2 separate regions of the Zea mays genome follow, and region 2 is linked to region 1. Evidence: chromatin contacts called from public Hi-C data. All regions are on one chromosome and are shown on one strand. Each heading gives the region's core, a stretch centred on a gene start, on an enhancer-like site or on the middle of the called end of the contact. The rest is flanking DNA. Distances are from core to core; before and after follow the strand shown. Region 1 holds the start of LOC103625902 (E3 ubiquitin-protein ligase HOS1). Region 2 holds the start of LOC100274698.

Evidence for each region. A called contact is a pair of places that touch in the nucleus more often than the background predicts.
Region 2: a Hi-C map of leaf shows a contact between it and region 1, with 10 times the contacts expected there. The contact joins the promoter of LOC100274698 here to the promoter of LOC103625902 in region 1. A contact is called at or near these places in 5 of 25 Hi-C or Micro-C datasets (ear, leaf and tassel) and 1 of 3 datasets of contacts at active chromatin or transcription factors (leaf).

What each region holds. Positions count from the first base shown.
Region 1 is chr5:8,684,872-8,689,999 of Zm-B73-REFERENCE-NAM-5.0, reverse strand. LOC103625902 (E3 ubiquitin-protein ligase HOS1) reads right to left here and starts at 2,569. Exons shown (of 10, transcript XM_008646299.4): 1 at 2,348-2,569; 2 at 1,029-1,419; 3 at 818-952; 4 at 503-678. The coding sequence starts at 2,350.
Region 2 is chr5:8,781,974-8,787,101 of Zm-B73-REFERENCE-NAM-5.0, reverse strand. It overlaps LOC100274698, which reads left to right and starts at 2,299. Exons shown (of 6, transcript NM_001349894.1): 1 at 2,299-2,919; 2 at 3,391-3,698; 3 at 3,809-4,273; 4 at 4,468-4,603; 5 at 4,677-4,849; 6 at 4,937-5,128. The coding sequence starts at 2,544.

The DNA of each region.
Region 1 (5,128 bases), core at 1,320-3,819:
TATAGTCGTCTCAGGATTCTTGCTGGTCTAACTATTTTTAGTATTGATGCATAAGGAATTAGGTAGAATGAGAACGTAAAGTTGATGTTTGTAGAATTATCATGAAGGCTAGTTTGATAATATACAACCCCTTTTATTTTAAATATGATATTTTCATGAAAATTGCTAGACAAAGCTCCACATGGTGGGTTGTATCAATGTAACAATTGACTTATATTCAGATTTGGAGGGAGCACTTGTTACCAAAATGAACCACCAGACTATTTTGAGTGGTTATGTCAATACTTGTCCAGGATCATGATGACACTAAGCAAAAGGGAGATAAAAAGGTTTTGTTCCAATATATACACAAAATTATATAATGGAAAGTGTCCCCGTGGGACACTCATCTTATAGAAATTTCAGCAGTGGATGAACAAATTGAAGTACCTAGACTAGCTCAGTGTTAGTTCTAAGCAGTGGTCTAAAATCATTAGCAATAGAGGGGTTAAGAAAGAAAGACCTGCTTTGCCTTCAATGTGTTCTCAATGAGTTGGTGCAGGTCATTAACATGCGCTGAAACTGCTTCATTGAAAGATGAAACCATAACTTCAAGTATACTGTAAATTCCTGCCAACTGTGTGGCAAACTTTTGCAGTTGGGATAACCTAGATCTCATCGTTTCTAATCCAGACCTATCTAAGATATCGTTAAGGTTAGTGACTTAACAGATTAGCAGTACCACTCCCTCAACATGTGTGGCCCTGAACACATGAAAAACGAAACATAAAAAAAAGCATGTAACTGAATCTAGGGTCGATTGAACATTTTTGGATACAGATCACACCAATCTCAGTAATGAGCACATTAACAGCCCTCTTGCACCAGTCCTTGATGACCACCTCATCCAAAAGAAAAGCCAGAAGTGGATCACTTGACACAGCATTCTCATCCAAACAAACATCTGTGATATCTGGTGAATATGTTAAGAAAATAACAGAAAGAAGATGTGATATAGAAATGCATAAGCAGCCTCCTGAAGAGGATACAGTGGCAAATAAGGGAAGTAAGATTGTTCTGTACTGCAACATCGAACAATGAATGCAGCTGCTGGACATCCATGCTAACTGGATTGCCATGGTCTTCCTTTTCCTGAAACCTTTCATCGTGCTGCTTAGAAATAAGGCCCTCTTCCAGGCACTTGTAGTAAAGACGTAGCTGAACCCTGTTTCCATTGTCCGGTATTGGACTCCTGCAAATTGGGCAGACGTCGCATCTTTGGCTGCATTCAGCACATAATGAGGCATGGCCACATGAGTTAAGCACATGATGCACATAGCGGCCACAGCTACTCAAGTCTCTAGTTGCACGGCAGCGCTCAATTCTGGCCTCCTTGCATAGCTCAATGAGATCAATGGATGCCAACTGCTCCAAAGCATTCTGCCAACGGCCCAACAGAAATAGTCTTTTCAGCAACTAATATCAAAAATTTACTCCATATAGACAACATTTTATCACTTGATTTGAGGCCACATGGGGCTCACTCAAATACCAAAAAAATACTTGTATTTCGTAGCCGCTAAACTATAATTGACGCCATGGAAACTGCTAAATGGGGGGTACAAAAGAAGAAGAAAAAATGCTACAGTTACTTAAGCTCACAGACGAGTTGTGCACGCAGCCGCGCACACACAAACAAAGGTTTGTCATGATTTGAATCTCATACACCTCTAGTCCTCTACTTTCAAGTATGGGCTCTTATGTGCGTATTTCTGTTGGACTGCAGAATAAAGAACATATGGGGTAGGTGCCTTGCCTCCAGAACATAAACTAGCCCCTTCAAACAAGGTTCCGTCCTCCCAAAAGAGAATGAAATGCAGGAACAAAAGAACTTGCTGCATTCAAAAAATCAATTCCTATATAAATTATTTACTCAAAAGTTTAATGAGGGAATGAATAGTATCTTAAAATCCAGGGTGCCCTAGAGCAATTCTACCCTGGCTATCGGAGTTTCACGGGTTAAATTAACGTTTACTCGTTTTGTAGCAAGAATAGAATATTTTTATCTGAACCAAATTGCTACAACCAATTAAATGCCCTGAAATGTGCCGAAATAAAACCCAGACTTCCTGCAGCTAGCAAGCAGCTCATGAGTTTTTTTAGGCAAAAAGAATCAAAGTTAGTAGGTATAATTCATGTATACGCTTCCAAGTAGTTCAGGTCCCATTACAAATAATCAACTAGCTTAGGTTAGGTTTAAACCGAGCAGCAGAAAGTGAATCGAAGGGGCGGGCCAAATAGCTTAGGTTACGCTTTGGGTGCTGCTCGGTTTCGCGCAGCAGGAAGGGAAGAAAAGAGGCGGGCATACCATTTGTTGGGTGCTTGTTGCTGGAGAAGGTGCCGACTAAGACGGACCTGGGTATCTGGCGTAAGGCGGTGGCGGTGGCGGCGCCGGTCGTCGCGCTTAGAGAAAGGGAGGGAGGGAGACTGGGAGAGCACGCGCGGGGAACGAATAACCCAGTGTGGGGCTGGCCGGTCCAAGGGGTACAGCAACGCCGCAACTGCACGGGCCTTCTGCTGGACATGGGCCGTTAATTGTTCAGACATTTTTTGCAGATTTTAATTATTTTTTCCTTCTAGTTTTTTAGGCTAGTTTGAGAAATTCATTTTCCAAAGAAATTCCTATTTTTCAAGAAAAAATAAACTAAATTCTTTTGAAAAATGGAAATCACTTGTAACACCCACTTTGTAATCTGCTAGAAAGAATACCAATAGAGAAAACGATTTCTCCTTATGTGGGTTTAACCTGTGTGCATCATCACCTGTGAACACCATGTCCAAGAACAATTAATAAAAAGATATGCTACTAAATCCTTGCATCATGCTGAATATTTTATTTGTGGTGTGCATTTTGCAACAAGAAAATATTAAAGACCAAAAAGGGAAAATTAAATCCTAAAAGAAATTGTAGAATCTAGAAAAAGAGAAGAAAATAAGAATTTTGGGGATAAAAATAAGTGAATAAAAATATATTGGTCATCCACTCAAAGCTTGAATTTGTACACTTGACACAATGTCGAAATTTGTATTCAAAAATTCAAATTTGAATTCAAAATAGTTAAGAACAAAAGAAAACAAGAAAAGAATAAATAGAAAAGGGAAAAGAGCTTACCTGGGCCAACAAACCTGTTTTCGGCCCACTTCTAATTCCATACCGCGCGGCCCATCTGGCCGGGCTCCCGCACGCGCGCGCCCTTGCGCTCACTGGCAGGTGGGCCAGGGTTGGCGGCGCTCACCGTTGGGTGGACCGAGTCGCTGACCGGCTGGGCCTCCTTGTCAGCGAGTTCTTCTCCACCCGCCGCGACGCAAACGAGACCGAGTCCGTCGCCGGGGAAATAGGTGTGGGCTGTTGCGCCGCGCGCTAACTCCGCATCTCCCTAACTCCACGTCGCCGATTCTTCATAAGCGGACCGAGACCCTCCCCAGCTCGGAACCTCAAGGGTGGTTGCGCGCTAGGTTTGCTTCGCCCGCAGCCGCGAGGAGGGAGAAAGGAAGAGCACCGTCGCCGTCAGGACTCCTCCGCGCCTGCCGTCGGCCGTTGGGCGAATTCGCGGGGTGGGCGGGAGCCTTGGACCCGGGCGCGCGTCTTCATTGCCGAACCGAGCTTCGGGGGTACTCGGAGACCCCGGAATTGCTCATCGACGGACACCATCTCCGCCGCGCCGTGGACAGGGTCTGGCGTGGCATCACCCTGGTAAGATTCCTCCGCCCTGGGCCCGCCACCATCCCAATTTCATTTTGTGCCAACTAATTTAGCAATCGGCGCATCGTGGGGGCGGATTGAGCTACTCCGGTCATGGCGCTTCGCCGTGGTTAGTGCGCTGTCGTGGGCAAGCTCTGACCATGGCGGATTCGTGGGATTTGTGGCACCGGCAAGTTCGCCCTCAGACCCTTTACGCGTAGCACCTAGCCAGACTTGATTCAATGCGCCTGGGCCTCGTGACGCCTGCGCTCCGGCGAGCTCTGCCGCAAGAAGGGGGGCGAGCGCCGCCGTAACCTGTGCTGGGTGAGGGAGAAGGCTGGTGACCGTTTGATCTTTGTTGGATGGCTAGGATTAGGCCGAGCCATACCGAGTCAGGGTGGGGACGTGAGCCGTAGATCCATAATCTGATGGGTGCGAAGCGATCTCGGTTATTTAGATTTTGGACCGTCGGATCCGGATCGTGTGGTCCCGTGCGCGTACCGATTCGCGGATGCCATGACCTAATCTAGTACGTTCGCTTCGAATCGGGCGGCCAGGATTAAAAGGTACCCCTTCGGCCCGGCCTTTTTGCGTAAGAGCCCCCTGGTAATCAGATAATGAACCCACGGTCCATACTGGGCTGTTCTCTGTGTCTGCAGAACGTTTCACCGAGCCCCCTGCGTTTCACATGATTTGAGGCCCGGTCCTGAGATCATTTAATTTGAGTAAATGAAATAGAAAATGGGTTTTTAATATGAAAATAATTGCTAGAACTTCAATAATTCATAGAAAATTCATGCTAACTCCAAATCACTCCATTCCAGTTCCTAAAATTTTATAATTTTATTCTCTATCACCTAGAGCCTCTGTTATGTCATGAAATCAGTAGGGAATTTATTTATCACTTAATCCTGTTTAAAACACATAAAACCTTTGAAAATTCATAACTAAAATTCTATAACTCCAAAAATTATGATTCCTGTTCCTAGGATTTTATTTTAATGTGTATATTAATTCTGTGTATTTTGTTCACATGTTTGGTGTGATGTTAATTTCTCTATATGCAATGTGCTTGTTTGTATTGTGGCGAGTAGAAGAGCCCGTGACCGAGGACCCTGGTGAGCAGCAGGTTGTAGCTGAGCAGGAGCTCATTGAAGGCAAGTTGTGCCCTTGACCACTTTTTACCCAATAATGTTCTTTAATATCACTTATCCATGCATAGGTTAATTTTGATGGGACCCAATAGGTCACCCTAGATTGTTTATCTCATTACCTTGTTTACCCCTGAATCACTTGGGTAGTTTGCTATTGCTTTATATGGTTTTGGGATAATCATTTATCACCTCTATGTTCCAATTCTTGTTGTTATTCTGTTTATGTTCATGTTGTTATCATTAATGTTAATTG
Region 2 (5,128 bases), core at 1,050-3,549, 97 kb before region 1:
GGCATCTCGTCGCCTGTCACCGCAGCAAAACCTTTTTCACAGGACAAAGTGACTTCTCTCACACTACTACTACTACTAGCAGTGCTATATCCATGACCATGACCATGGCGAGCAGCCGAGCACATTTCTCCTGGTTAAATAAAAGGCCATAAAGTATGTGACTACGCTCTAGCTACGCATCTTAAAAGAGCCACTAGATATTTGTCAAAGTTGGCTCTCGTAGCCTTAGCTGGGCAGCTTATAGATAGGAATCTCGTTTTAGTTTAATACTGTATACATGTATCTAAGCAGATAATGTGCCGGGGGTGAAATCAAGAAACGGTGGGCGTTGGTTATTAAAAGAAAGAAGAAGAAGAAGAAGAAGAAAAGGCGTCTTCACTAGATCTTCGTGTGCCGACTGGTGTCTTGTCTGCCTCACCCATAACGCAACGCAGCAGATCTTGATAAACAAGTCGCTTCGGAGTAACGTCATTTATGTTGGACTGCTGCATGTGGATCTATAAAGACAAAAAAAAAACAATGTAGAAATAGTAAAAGACGGTACGATTTAAAACTAACCGAACATGCAACCACAAAAAAGGGCTAATCAATAAATAAAATGGTTTCGTAAGGTGGTTAGTGGTAGAGTACCAGTAGTGCCGCTAACCGCGTCGTACGCGCTCGAGCCTTTGAGTAACTGTTGTTGCTTTGCAAAGCAAAAAGGAACCCCAAAAAAAAAAAAGAAAAACAGATGGCAACAGGTAAATGCCGTCGCTTAATTTCGTGCATTATTGGCCCCAATCTATCGTTGTACACGGTACACCTTTCACGAGGCGCGTAGTACAAACAATGAAACCCCTCGGCCAGAGGACTGCGGTTTCTCTTGCACGCTGTGAATTGCTTTGCAGCTATAGCGCGTTTCCAAACAGTACAGGCAGCGTGCGAGACCTGAACAACAAACATGCGCTCGGCGAGTGTGGCCGTGTGTCCAACAAGGAGCTCTAAAGGGTCCTGTACCCTAAATTTAGAAGATGAGGACGTTCTCTACTCCCTCCAGCAATGTCCTTTAAACGGTTCTTTAAATTTAGAGGCCGCTGCTGGATCCTCTATATATAAAGTTTCTCTAAATGGTTCTCTATCTATTTGAATACTTTAAACAACTGGTTTAATAAAACTAAAATATGTAAAATACATTTGAGAGTGACAAATACGTATGTACAAAAATTAAAAAAATAAAAAATGTCTTTAATATAAGTATTTACATATAGAGGACGTTGTTAGAGAGGAAGTAGATATAAGGGATAAATTTTTTTAGAAAACACTATAAAAGACGGATGTAAAGGTATATATAGAGGATATTGCTGGAGACAGTTTGTCGTACCCTAGCCAGCCGCTAAAACGTAAGGAGTCCATAGTGTGAGGACCACCACGGCCCTATGCCCCCTACGAGCCTTTATGGTTCCGGATAAGCAAGAGGGTTTGGCATATAACAAAACTTGATAACAAGACGTCCTAAAGGGATAACTATATCGCTAAAAGATAGTTTGGAAATTCAAATCCTCTTTAGAATTAAAGAGGAATGCGGCAATAATAAACTAATTTTTTCTAATCCCTCTCCAATCTTAAAGGGAATTTGAGTTCCCAAACTAGCTCGAGGAGTCTTGATCTAGGGTACACGACACTCTAAGGACTTGGCTCATAGATTTATGTGAGTTCCCAAACTATCCCGAGGAGTCTTACATACCGTGGATGCACAGTTGTTCACTTTAGATTAAAGTCACTTATTTATATTTCTGCAGTTGTAATCTATAGACAAAACACTGTAAGGGCTAGTTTGATAGTCCAAAAACCAAATGAGATTTTAGGGACTAAATTTCCATTCTTATTTAAATTAGAATAAGAATGAGATTTTATCTTTCTAACTTTCTTCTATTTTAGACTCCCAAACTAATTCTAAAAGTAGTAGGAGGCGGTTCAAATTATAGACAAACAATTAAGTTGGTCAGCTTCAAATCTTGTGCCGTACAAATCAGTGCCCCCAAGTGGGCAACCCAACCGTGACGCGCACAGGCTCAGACCCCACACGGCGCGGCGCACTCACCCGCCCGTCGGTCGATAGGCGATAGCGCAGCGCCAGCGGCGACGACACAGGACTACACTACAGGCGAGACGAGTGGGTGTGCGAGCGGGCGGACGAAAGCAACGCCCCAACAACCTGATCCCTCCCCTTCACCCCATCGCACGCCACAACAAAGCAGAGCGCGGCGCTACACCTACACACCTCCACCCGGACCACCCCCCCACAGTCCCACACCACACCACGCAGTGCCGTGCCGCACTGCTGTCCTGCAATCTCCCATAAACTCACTCGCCTCGCCTCGCCTCGCCTCGCCCACCCGCCCGCCTGTCCCTCCCCAAGGCCGCAGCTCACTCGTGTCGTGCACCCGTCCCCTCCCACCCGCCAAGAACTAGCATTGCCGCCGCCGGTGCCAGGGGGCGGAGGAGAGGCCGCGGCGGCGAGGGAGCGGCACCAGGCGCAGGGGGTCAGGAGAGCCGCCGGCAGGATGTTCGGGCGGGACCCCTGGGGCGGGCCTCTGGAGATCTCCAACGCCGACTCGGCGACAGATGACGACCGGAGCCGGGACCTGGACCGGGCGGCGCTGATGCGGCAGCTGGACGAGACGCAGCAGAGCTGGCTCCTGGCCGGGCCCGGCGACCAGGCGGGCAAGAAGAAGAAGAGGTACGTCGACCTGGGCTGCGTCGTCGTCGACCGCAAGATCTTCATGTGGACCGTCGGCACCATCCTCGGCCTCGGCGTCTTCATCGGCTTCATCATGATGATCGTCAAGCTCGTCCCGCACAAGCGCCCGCCGCCGCCGCCGCCCGACCAGTACACGCAGGCGCTGCACAAGGCGCTCATGTTCTTCAACGCGCAGCGATGTGAGTCCGTCTCTCTCTCTCTCTGTTCCGCCGCCGCCGCCGCTGCTCTTTTCCACCTCTCGCTGAATTCCGCCGTCACACCCGGTTTTGCCTACCCATGCACAATCGTTCCGGCTGCTACAGATGTTCGCCATGCCATTTCTTGCCTGTTCTTGTTGCTTGAGTTGGTGTCTACCGCATATTTCATTCGACGTTTCTACATTTAGCGTGCCTTGGGCGCTCAAGATCTGACCTTTTTTTTCTTCCCGGCAGACGTATACTCCCGTCATATATTTAACACGAACAGAGTCCACGTGGGGAACAAAAGAAATCACCAGATTCACCAACAAATCCCACTCTGACCTGAAAAACGAGTCCAGAGACTATAGATTCGTAAAACTCAATTAAAATTGACGAAGAGAATGAGTGCACCGACAGAAACTATGTTTTCGCCTGCTCACTCACGATGTTGTCTGTCTTCTGGAACGTCAGCCGGTCCGCTGCCGAAGCACAACGGCGTCAGCTGGAGGGGCAATTCCTGCATGAAGGATGGCCTCTCCGACAGCACCGTCCGCCGGAGCTTGGTCGGAGGCTTCTACGATGCGGGGGACGCCATCAAGTTCAACTACCCCATGGCCTGGTCCATGACCATGCTCAGCTGGAGTGTGATCGAGTACAGGGCGAAGTATGAGGCCATCGGTGAGCTCGACCATATCAAGGAGCTGATCAAGTGGGGAACAGACTACATCCTCAAAACCTTCAATTCATCTGCTGACACGATAGACAGGATTGTCGCTCAGGTTGGTAGCCATAGATCATCTTGCTTGATGGCTGATTTGCTCTGTCCCAAGAAATTGGTCATCAGATCCACCAAACCACTGACTACAACATGAACTTCTCGTTATTGCAGGTGGGTGTAGGTGACACCTCTAAAGGCAGCAGTCAGCCTAATGACCATTACTGCTGGATGAGACCAGAGGACATCGACTACAAAAGGCCAGTCACCGAGTGTCACTCTTGCTCAGATCTAGCGTCTGAAATGGCTGCTGCCCTGGCTGCAGCTTCCATAGTGTTCAAGGACAGCAAAACCTACTCCGACAAGCTCGTCAAAGGCGCAAAAGCCCTGTACAAGTTCGGAAGGCTGCAGCGCGGGCGATACAGCCCCAATGGGTCTGACCAGGCAATCTTCTACAATTCCACCAGCTACTGGGATGAGTTTGTGTGGGGTGGTGCGTGGATGTACTTTGCCACAGGGAACAATTCATACCTCACGGTCGCCACAGCCCCAGGAATGGCGAAGCATGCTGGAGCCTACTGGTTTGGAAGTCCAAACTATGGAGTATTTACCTGGGATGACAAACTTCCAGGAGCTCAGGTTAGCACATTTCATACTCCAATCCAATGTTGAGTCTGATAAAAGTATTCAGCGTGGTCTTAATGTAAAGGAAAAGAAAACATGATCCTTCGTACATGTCAGAAACAGGAAAATCAGAAAAGGCTTATCAGTGTAATAATGCAGCTTCCTTATGAATATTGATCATCACTAACACAGTCCCTACTTCATCCCAGGTTCTTCTCAGCAGGTTGCGACTCTTCCTAAGTCCAGGGTACCCTTACGAAGAAATACTGAGGACATTCCACAACCAAACCGACAATGTTATGTGCTCATATCTGCCTCTATTCAATTCATTCAACTTCACTAAAGGTTGGTGATGTCCCTCCTTGTTTCTACCTTCCTTGCTGCACAGAATAAAGCTAAGAGATGCAACATTTTGCAGGAGGACTAATACAACTCAACCATGGAAGGCCTCAGCCACTTCAGTATGCTGTCAACGCAGCTTTCCTTGCTTCTCTATACAGCGACTATCTTGAAGCTGCAGACACGCCTGGGTGGTACTGCGGACCTAACTTCTACACCACAGAAGTCCTCCGCAAGTTTGCCAGGTCACAGGTAAAAGCATTGTTCTTAATGCTCTCAAAGTGCCCAACGTACGGGGAAGTGAAATTGATAGTTAAATTAAATCTGTTAAATTTGCAGCTCGACTACATCCTTGGCAAGAACCCATTGAAGATGAGCTACGTTGTGGGTTTCGGAAACAAGTACCCGAAGCGCCCTCATCACAGAGGCGCGTCGATACCTCACAACGGCGTCAAGTATGGGTGCAAAGGAGGTTACAAGTGGAGGGACACAAAGAAGGCAAACCCTAACATCCTTGTCGGAGCAATGGTG